2 separate regions of the Mus musculus genome follow, and region 2 is linked to region 1. The links are chromatin contacts, called in public promoter capture Hi-C maps. All regions are on one chromosome and are shown on one strand. The core of a region is the stretch at or near the end of the contact, and the rest is flanking DNA. Distances in the headings are between cores, read along the strand shown. Region 1 overlaps Rpp30 (ribonuclease P/MRP 30 subunit). Region 2 has its middle 34 kb from the start of Pcgf5.

Region 1 (5,074 bases), core at 43-2,542:
GGGAGGCAGAGGCAGGTGAATTTCTAAGTTCGAGGCCAACCTGGTCTACAGAGTGAGTTCCAGGACAGCCAGGGCTACACAGAGAAACCTTGTCTCAAAAAACAACAACAAAACAAAACAAAACAACCCAGAAACATCATTTTTTAAATCCACCTATCTAAACTCAGTCTATAACTTTTGTTTTTATTATAACTCAGAATGTTTCTTATTTTGGTTTACATGATCATGTATCTACGGTTACGTATTTTGGGTGTGTTTTTCCCAAGGGGTTGGGGGGCGTCATTGGTTATGTAAAAATATTATACTAGGTTACATAAGGCCATTTTTTGCAAGTCTAATAAATGTGCTCTGGGCACATGCCCTCCACCCTCCTTTCTCACCCCGTTAGTCTCTTGTGCATATTCCCTGCCACTCCACACCCCTTACAGCTATTAGTCCCCTTCATGCATACTAGTTACACTCCCCACACCCCGCAGATCCCAACTAGTCCTCTTGTGCAGGTTCCCTTCCTAACCTCAGACCAGTCCTTCTGTGCATACTCCCTCACACCACCTCCCATTAGTCCTCTTGCTCCTGAGACAGTTCGCTCCGACTCCTGGACTTCTTCCATGGTCTGCACATGTACGGTTTGTGTACCTGAGGGGAGTGTGAGGCCCACAATGAGGCAGAGCCCACTCCTCCTGCAGCTCTGCTCTTCCTTCCTCCTCACCACACCCTTCCTCCAGTGTCACTTTTCAGTGTGTTCCTTAGTTCATCAGGCGGTGATTGTCCTGTGTGCCTTCATTCTAATATGTCTATTTGTAATGTACTTACCCAGCATTTTGAATATTTAAAAACCACTGCTAAGGATTTTATATACTGCATATGACAGTGCCTGTCCTGTTAATATGTACTTAAAACAAATCTAAGTTGAAGTTCAACTCTACTGCCAAACTGACCGGAGCATACAAAGCAATCCCTCTTTTTCCCTTCATTATTAGCATACATAAAGGATTGGTAAACGTGAGCTTGATTCTGTGTTCTGCCAGCACACATGTTAGATGACTGCTGGACGTTGGTACATTGTACATTGGTAGCCTAGTGAGGGTGATGGTGTGTGCTGTAGAGTAAGCTCACCACAGCCCCTGCTGTGGGAGCAGTGCAGGCGACTCCTGCACCCGGGCCTGGGATTTCTCTTATGATCTTTTTACCATACATAAAGCAGATGCTAGACCAATGCTTATGGCTGGTTCTGACTGCATCAGATGGCATGGAGAGAGCAATGGAGAATCCCTGCTCTGCAGTTTATCTAAGAGGAAACCCTTAGGAACGAGCTAGCTGGTAAAATACTGACCATAAATGGCATCTGCACCCGTGAGAGCTCTCTGTGGTTTTCCTGTTTACCGGGCTATAGGCCAAAGAAAATGGGGTAATGCTGGCTAAACCAACACCTGTCATCTCTGCCCTTAGGAGGCTAAAGCAGGAGGGTCAGAGTTGGCTGGACCGCGTAAGGAGTTCAAGGCCAGCCTGGGCTACTTGGTGAGATCCTGTCTCAAGAAACAGAAACAAGTAAAACTGTTCTATCTTTATTCAATGTGGTTTCTATTTTACAGAAACTAGAAAAACTGCTTTTGGAATTATTTCTACAGTGAAGAAACCACGGCCATCAGAAGCAGATGATGAATCTCTTCCAGTGTGCAAGAAAGCTAAATGTGAGGGCTGAGACGAGTCCTGAGTCTCCACGCACTGCCTCCTCCCCTTCGTAGCTCATCAGTCACTGTAAAAATAAAACTCTGCTGAGTTGATATTTTCATTAAACTAGAAACCAACAGTCTATAAAAACAACTTTATATTCAGACCATTAAAACAGCAAATAAAACCCAGTGAAGCATTTTTTAAAGACTAACAGCTTAATTAATTTAGATATACTTTAAGAGAAAAACTATTTTATCCTTCATGTGAATAATGAATAACAGTAGGTACACTGAAATAAGATGTCTCAGTATTGTAAGACATTGAAAACTAATAAATTAACGTTTTTCTACTCGGTACATATGGATTTTTAAATTTTACTATCCAAAAAAGGTAGTTATTTTGAAGACTTAAGCCCTGTTATGGGGGTGACTTTAGCCAACTGATTACTTTTTAAGCTCTTTTTTTACTGCTTGAGTTAAAACCTTCCTAAAGGACTTCTGCACTTGTAAAAGCAGAGGGATGCTCATAAGAGTTACTTGTCCCCTCGAGTCGCTCCCTCCTGCCTTCAAATTGTCCTTACGATATAGTCCTCCCTTTAGTTAGAAATCCCTCAATAGCTAATAGTGATTTTCCTAGTTGCTATAAGGTGTAAAGCATTTGGCTCAAATTTAAAATTTTATATATATATATATATATATATATATATATATATATATATATGTATATATGTATATATGTATGTATGTATGTATGTATGTATGTGTGTGTGTGTGTATATATATATATATATATATATATATATATATATATCCTTTGGAAATAATTTTCAATAACAAGTTCATTAGACTGAGTAGATAGCCATTTCAGTAAATATCTGCATTTATGCCATATTGATCTAAGGACCCCAAGGATGTGGAATTAACTGAAGGAAAAAAGATGACTGGTGCTCTGAAGGTGAGAAAAGCAGTGTGTAAAAGGGTGCTCATGCCAGCTTCGCAGACATAGGTGCTGAGCTCAAGTACTAACACGTAAGCACATTGTTCATGAGTGAAGCTTTAGTCTGGATTGTAATGCTGTCTCAGTGCTTTGTAGTGCCTTTTCCTCTCACAGTGATAGGAGAAGTAAGAGAAATGAATATTCAAATAGATGGCAAAAAAGATATGATTAAAAACCAGTACCTACTCTTAATTTTATACGTAGCAGTGAATATCCTTGACAAGTATTATGTATGGTAGTTCCCAATTATGACCGAAGCAGAAAAATTACAAGTTTGAGACCAACTACAATGAAAGAGGCAAAAATAGTGGGAGAATATTGTATAGGTACATCTGTGGAGTTTGTGCACACATATGTAAAGCATAATTACAACTGTAAGTCAAGCATCAGTGACTGTTCGTTGGATACTCCCCAGGGGAAAAACCAGCCTAGACATCAGTAGATTAGTGGATAAAGAAACTGTGCATACGTGGTGATCATGAACAGCGATGATCTAGCGTCACTGGGAGACAAGTCCGTGGACTGACTGAGAGTAATTAGATCCGCTAATTGAGGTGGGAAAACACCCTGCGTGTGAGTGTCACCATCCTGTGTCTGAGGGCCTGGATCTTCATAAAGAGAAAGTTAACTGAGCACGCACAGGCATTGGTCACTTCTGCTTCCTAACGAGACAGGTTCGGAATGATCCGTGAAAGAGTAGGGAGCGCAGGTCACAGTCCAGTTATGTGCTGGGTGTTCACTTTGGGAACATTGCTTCTCTGGGGAAGTTAAAGTGCACAGACTAAAGACAAACTGAAATCTCCCTCTACCTCACTTCACCTTTTTCCTTACAGATGGCCTTACTGCCAACATTAAATAATTAATATTCATAGAAGCTTTAGAGCAGGGCCTGTCGTAGAAAGTGTCCATTCACTATCTACTCTTATCCTTTTGGAGAAAAGAAAAAACTAAGATCTCTATCACACCAATATACAACCACAGTAAATTCAGGTGGTTCAAAGATTTAAATTTAAGCTGAATTTGTAAAATAGCACAGAAAAACAATAAGCCAGGAGGTGATGTGAACCTGTATCTCTACCTAGAACTTGGGATGTGAGAACAAGACAATCAGTGGTTCACCAACATTCTCGGGTACATAGCAAGTTTAAGACCAGCCTGGGCTACAGAAGACCCATCTCTAAAACAAAAAACAAGTGAAAAGACAAAATGTAGATTTTAAAAAGATGTTAGATTGAAATAGACTCAAGTATGATTATTGAAACTGGAAAATGTCAATTGATTTCTATAAAACTATGTTAGAAGTTAGAAATGTGACTCACTGAATTGTAGGTTCAGTCTCTAGTATTATGAAATTAGAATATTCTGAGCCAGGCATGGTGGCGCACGCCTTTAATCCCAGCACTCGGGAGGCAGAGGTAGGCGGATTTCTGAGTTCGAGGCCAGCCTGGTCTACAAAGTGAGTTCCAGGACAGCCAGGGCTACACAGAGAAACCCTGTCTTGAAAAACAACAAAAAATAGAATATTCTGGAAACAATACAATCTAGGAAAGTTGCCTTCAAGTTATCGTTGAGCGAGACTGGAATCACTGTACCTGAATTGTTTTCAAAAGGCATGCAGCACCCCACCATTGCAATGGTAATCCCAGCATTCAAGAAGCTTGGGAAGGCCAATCATGACTTTGAGGCAAAGCAGGGCAATACACAAAGTTCACGACCAGTTTAGGCTACATAGTCAGATCATGTCTCAAACACAATACCATGACAAATAGTGCTAGTTCAGATCCCTTCCCCAGCATTGCAGACCTATGCTCCAGATGTCTGAGTTGGGTACTAAGAAATACCCTTCCCCCAGAGCATTAACTTTACCCCTATGATGCCTGGGCAGTCTTAACTACACTATGAGGTTAGCCTGGGGCTAGAGCCTGAACATTTCAAGGGCTTAGCTGAGGATAGCTCTCTCCTGAGACCACAACCTTCCCTCTGTCATCCTGCCTCATTTCCCCTTCTGCAGAGCCCTCAGTAAATAAAACATTTGTATAAGATCCTCATTGCAAGAGGGACCAACTTCACTTCTAAAACAATCGAGCAAATAAGGATCAAAAAGCACTCAACAGATATGAAAATGTCACACTTTACTAGTCATCGGTGATATGCTTGCTGGTTAGGTTGGGAAAGTTTAAAACGGACACAAAGTTAGTGTTTTCACAATTGGGAAAGGCTGTAGACTATTTTGAAAGTGGCCATAATTTGATGTTAACCTTATAAATACTTCTACAAGGTATTCTTCAAAAGTAAGTAAAGTTAGAGCTAGACAAGGGCTGAGATTATAGTCACTCACACTATAATCTCGCCCCTTGGGAGGATCTTTGAGTTTATGGCCAGCCTTGGCTACACAGTGAGATCC
Region 2 (4,340 bases), core at 544-3,043, 270 kb after region 1:
ATTACAAAGATCCATACATAGAAGTCGTATTTGGTTTTGCCAGTGAATTCCAAACAGTTTTGCAAACAGAGGCCACACCCGAGACTCACCTGGATCAGGGGAAGCTCTGGTGGCAGAGCAAGCGTACAGTGACCCTTTGTTTGGTTCTTCCTCACAGCTACCTTCCTGCCTTGAGCAGGCTCTGCCCACCTCCTACCTCCCAAACGTCCTGCCTTGATTCAGTCTCATTATAATAATAGCCTCTCTTGGATACTCTGCTCGAGCACGTGACCTGTGAATGAAACCCACGCATTCGAACCTTCCCACACGGCTGCTGCACCTGTGTCCATCCCTTAACTCTTGGCATCAGTCTTTAGAAGTGAGAAATAGAATTCGGTTTGGGGACATCATCTAAGTGTCCCAAAGAAATACAAACTTTTGTTGTTTTGCCCTTAACAGTAGTGAGTTGTATAGACCTCTGTTGTCTGTTTTTGGGTTTGGGTTCACACCGTCATATATGAAGGGAACGCAGGCTCTTCCCAAGATGGTGTGTTATTGATTCCTTGTGTTAATTACATATAAGTGAGACGGTTAATTACTTTACCAGTGGCCAAACAGCGCCTTCTCTCACAGTCTACATACTTAGGGTTGAGGTAGTGAGCTCACAGCATGTTTAGTTGGTCAGGTTGTGAAGTCAGTATTTTGTAAGAAAGTAAATCCTGTAGAAAGCTTGTTAGTTGTTCTCATTGCTGTGGCAGAATAACTGAGAGAATGTAGGGGACCGTACTGTGGCCCAGCGTTCAGGACCACGGTCTGTCATGGCAGGGGAGGCATGGTGACAGGATAGTGACCGGAGTGACTCCACTGTGGCACAAGAACCATACAGTGGCTGGTTATAGCGTGACAGCAGCCAGGAAGAGGCAGCCTCAAAGAGGGTGCTGTAACCTCAAGTCCCAAGTGAGCTGTTTCCTCCAGCTAGGCTTCAGAAAGCTCCCCGACTTTCCAGTACAACGACAGCAACTGTGGACCTAGTGCACAAATGTGAACCTGGAGGGGACAGTTCACATTTAAAGAGTAGCAGAGGGCTGCAGGAATGTCAGGTTATGTCACTCTACCCAACTACATCACGTGGTTTAAAGTAGAAGCCAGAGGGCCCTACGAGAGCTGACCCCTCTGCCCGTTCTCAGCGCCACCTTGGGATGTGTGTTGTCCTTGCATCTGATACTTTCCTTCTCTCGGTGGGGCCACCCTCTTTCAAGTAAGACCAACCCCTTTGGCTTCTTCTAGACTCTTCCACAGCTTATCACCTTAAGTATCAGTCACTTCAGTGCCTCTAACTCGCCACACCTCCAACCTCCTGGCCACTGTGCAGCAGAGGGGCTGATGCATAGGCATGACCATCAGCAGAGCTGCGGCCATGACCAGCTTTCCCTCCAGAGAGCAAGGCTGACTGTCACCAGGAGCCCAGGCCCCTCCCTGCCCTTCAGCTGTCAGGAAGGCTCACTGTAAAGGTCCTTTCTGGTGGCAGCACCCCGGGGATCCCCCCCTGGGCTCCACAGTAGAACCAATTCAACCCTGCACTTAACTGGGAATTTCCACATGACATTTGGCCTCTCATCTCGTGGCCCAACCTCTGTGGATCAGAGGGAGTTTTCTGAAGGCCAGGACCCTGCTTTAGATAGGGGTGGCTGTACTGCAGGAGTCTTGGCTGTGTACCCACTGTGTCACCTGCCAGGGAGCCGGGTCTAGCTCTCCTCAGATGTTTCTCTTATGTCATCGTCTCTGGCCACCTCAGCTGTGTTCTCTGCTTTCAGTTTCACTGGCCCTACCGGCCGACCTTTCACGTATTTCTTGCTCTGTTCAGAAACTGAAACTGCACCCCAAACCTAACAGGTTTGTGTCTCCCTCGTTCCATTCTGTTAAAAACCCCCGCTGCCTTTCTCTTTCTCCCCAGCTCATTTGTGGGTTCTAGGGCGTCAAGAAAGGACAGCTCTGCCTCCTGCCTCCGTCAGTAAAGTTCCACACAGTACAGAGAAGTTCATATGTAAATGTAAAAGTTTTCTTGTCACAGCTTTGGTTCTCGCAGGGGAAAGGTGGCACTCTTTGTATAAGAGAGGCAGGGAGGAGAGGAAAATAACTGCTTGCTGTATAAGGATGAAGAGCGGAGTTCAGATTTTAATACCTATGGAAAAATCTGTGCTTGGCTGTGTGTGTGTCTCCAGTCCTGGGTGGGGGGGCGGTAGAGACCTCAGGATCACTGAGGTTTCATAGCTCCAATTTCAATGATAGGAATCATGATCCTATCTGAAAGGAGTAAGGCAGAGACCCAAGAACAGAATACCTAATATCCTCCTCTGGCCTCTGTACCCCGCCCCCCCCACCCCCGCTCATAGAGAGAGTTGGAGGTAAGGAGGCCAAAGGAGAAATTAGGCAACTTTCTGCCCTACCAGCCTCACGGGGAGTCTGGAGCTAGAATGGCTTTTTAGCCCTCTGTTGACTTGGCTGTGATCGTCAGGCCTCAGTCACTGCCTGTTGCTCACCTTGAGGAAGTGACCTGGGCAAAGTCCATCCCTGCATCCTAAAGCAATCCTTGAAAGCACTCCACGAAAGCCCCGCTTCCAGGCCTCAGCTGTGTCCCTGAGCACCTTCCACATTACTGTAGGTGAAACAAGGCCTCATCTTTTACATATGATGATATGATGCATATCAGATGATGCAGGGTGTTCATTAACAACTAGTGACCTCTAGGGCTGGTGGGATGGTTCAGTGGTTAAGAGCTCTTACTGCCCTTCCATAGGACCCAGGTTTGGTTCCCAGGACCCACGTGGTAGCTCACAGTGATCCTTAGCTCCCGTTCCAGGGGATCATATACTCTAGTCTAGCTTCCTTGGGCACCAGGCAGGCATGCAGTACATAAAACATACATGTAGGCAAACACTCACACATGCAAAGTAAAAGTAAATGAGGGGTTTTTTTTGTTTATGTTTGTTTGTTTTTTTGTTTTAGAAAAAAATAAAGTTTATGGTCAGTCTTAGTTTGCTACTGAAGTTTTGTAGGTCTCATTGATGAAGCCTTAGAGATACTTATGGAGCCATCCTGTCTGGCAAATGAGGAAGTGAGGTGATAAAGTAATTAGTGTGGCTTTCCATAGCACAGACTCCCTTACCCCCTCCTATCACAAAAGCTTGAGAAACACCCTGTCTTCGTTTGGGTTCACTGCTGTGAATAGACACCGTGACCAAGGCAACTCATATAAGGACAACATTTAATTGGGGCTGGCTTACTGGTTCAGCCCATTATCATCAAGGCAGGAACATGGCAGCATCCAGGCAGGCATGGTACAAGAGGAGCAGAGAATTCTACATCTTCAAATGAAGGCTGCTAGCAGAACAGTGACTTGCAGGCAGCTAAGATGAGGGTCTTAAAGCCTACACCCACAGTGACACACCTGCTCCAACAAGGCCACACCCACTCCAACAGGACCCAACCTTCTAATAGTGCCACTCCCTGGACCGAGCATATACAAACCATCACACACCCCCTCCCCGAAGCACTACCAGGCAAGTATGGAAACGGGATGAAGAGAGAAAAGTCACTCAAGAAGGGTGAATTCCAGAAAAGCATCTCTGCTGTGCACTCTGGGAACCCAGTCCCTTCAGGCCACTCCAGAGACAAGTCTCCATTCTCCGAAGTTCCCCCACTCACATGTCACCTAGACATTTTGGATTATCTGCCCACCTGTCCCCGCGCGAGACTGTCCTGAGGTCCACCAGCGTTTCTACTCTGTCTGCAGAGGAGACCTGCCAGAAAGGCTGCAGTGCTGCGTTTACCGTTAACTTCTCAGGATAGCCTAGCCTGCTCCCAGAGACAGAAAACTCCTTCCATGTGAGTTCTTGAGGAAGCTGGGGATGGGGCAGTGACAGCACCTGTTTCAGGGGTTTGGTCAAAGCTAGAGTGCAGATGCCCCGACTACCTACTAAGGCTCTTCACATCGATTATTAAACATATGTGGTCTCTTTCTGAGAAGTGCTCTAATGAGGGAAGACCTGGCCAACAGTCACAGCATTGCGAACAGATGCTGCTGCGCTGTGACGAGGCACTACAGTGCTCAGTGGTGTCCAGGCAACAAGGGATGCTGCTGCCCTGTGACATGGACTACAGTGCTCAGTGGTGTCCAGGCAACAAGGGGAGACCGGATCCAACAGTCTCAGCATTTCGAGCAGATGCTGCTGTGCTGTGACAGGCAGTGCTCAGTGGTGTCCAGGTCTTGCTTTGTGCTGTGACAGGCAGTGCTCAGTGGTGTCCAGGTCTTGCTGGAAAAGCTGTACCATAGAGAAAGGTTCTTCCTGTTGGTCTTCTGT

What was found. Promoter capture Hi-C pulls out the DNA fragments that hold promoters and counts their contacts.
Region 2: a contact with region 1 is called in a promoter capture Hi-C map of the C10 cell line. A contact is called at or near these places in 12 of 39 promoter capture datasets (the 3T3-L1 cell line, 3T3-L1-derived adipocytes, the C10 cell line and 8 more), 7 of 130 datasets of targeted methods (the 230-238 cell line, the NIH/3T3 cell line, embryonic basal ganglia and 4 more) and 2 of 9 other capture datasets (adipose tissue and embryonic stem cells).

What each region holds. Positions count from the first base shown.
Region 1 is chr19:36,102,744-36,107,817 of GRCm38.p6, forward strand. It overlaps Rpp30 (ribonuclease P/MRP 30 subunit), which reads left to right. Exons shown (of 11, transcript NM_019428.3): 11 at 1,593-2,030. The coding sequence ends at 1,702. Among named protein-coding and RNA genes, the nearest start is that of Ankrd1, 15 kb to the right of the region's middle.
Region 2 is chr19:36,373,793-36,378,132 of GRCm38.p6, forward strand. It overlaps a transcript of Pcgf5 not described here. Among named protein-coding and RNA genes, the nearest start is that of Pcgf5, 34 kb to the right of the region's middle.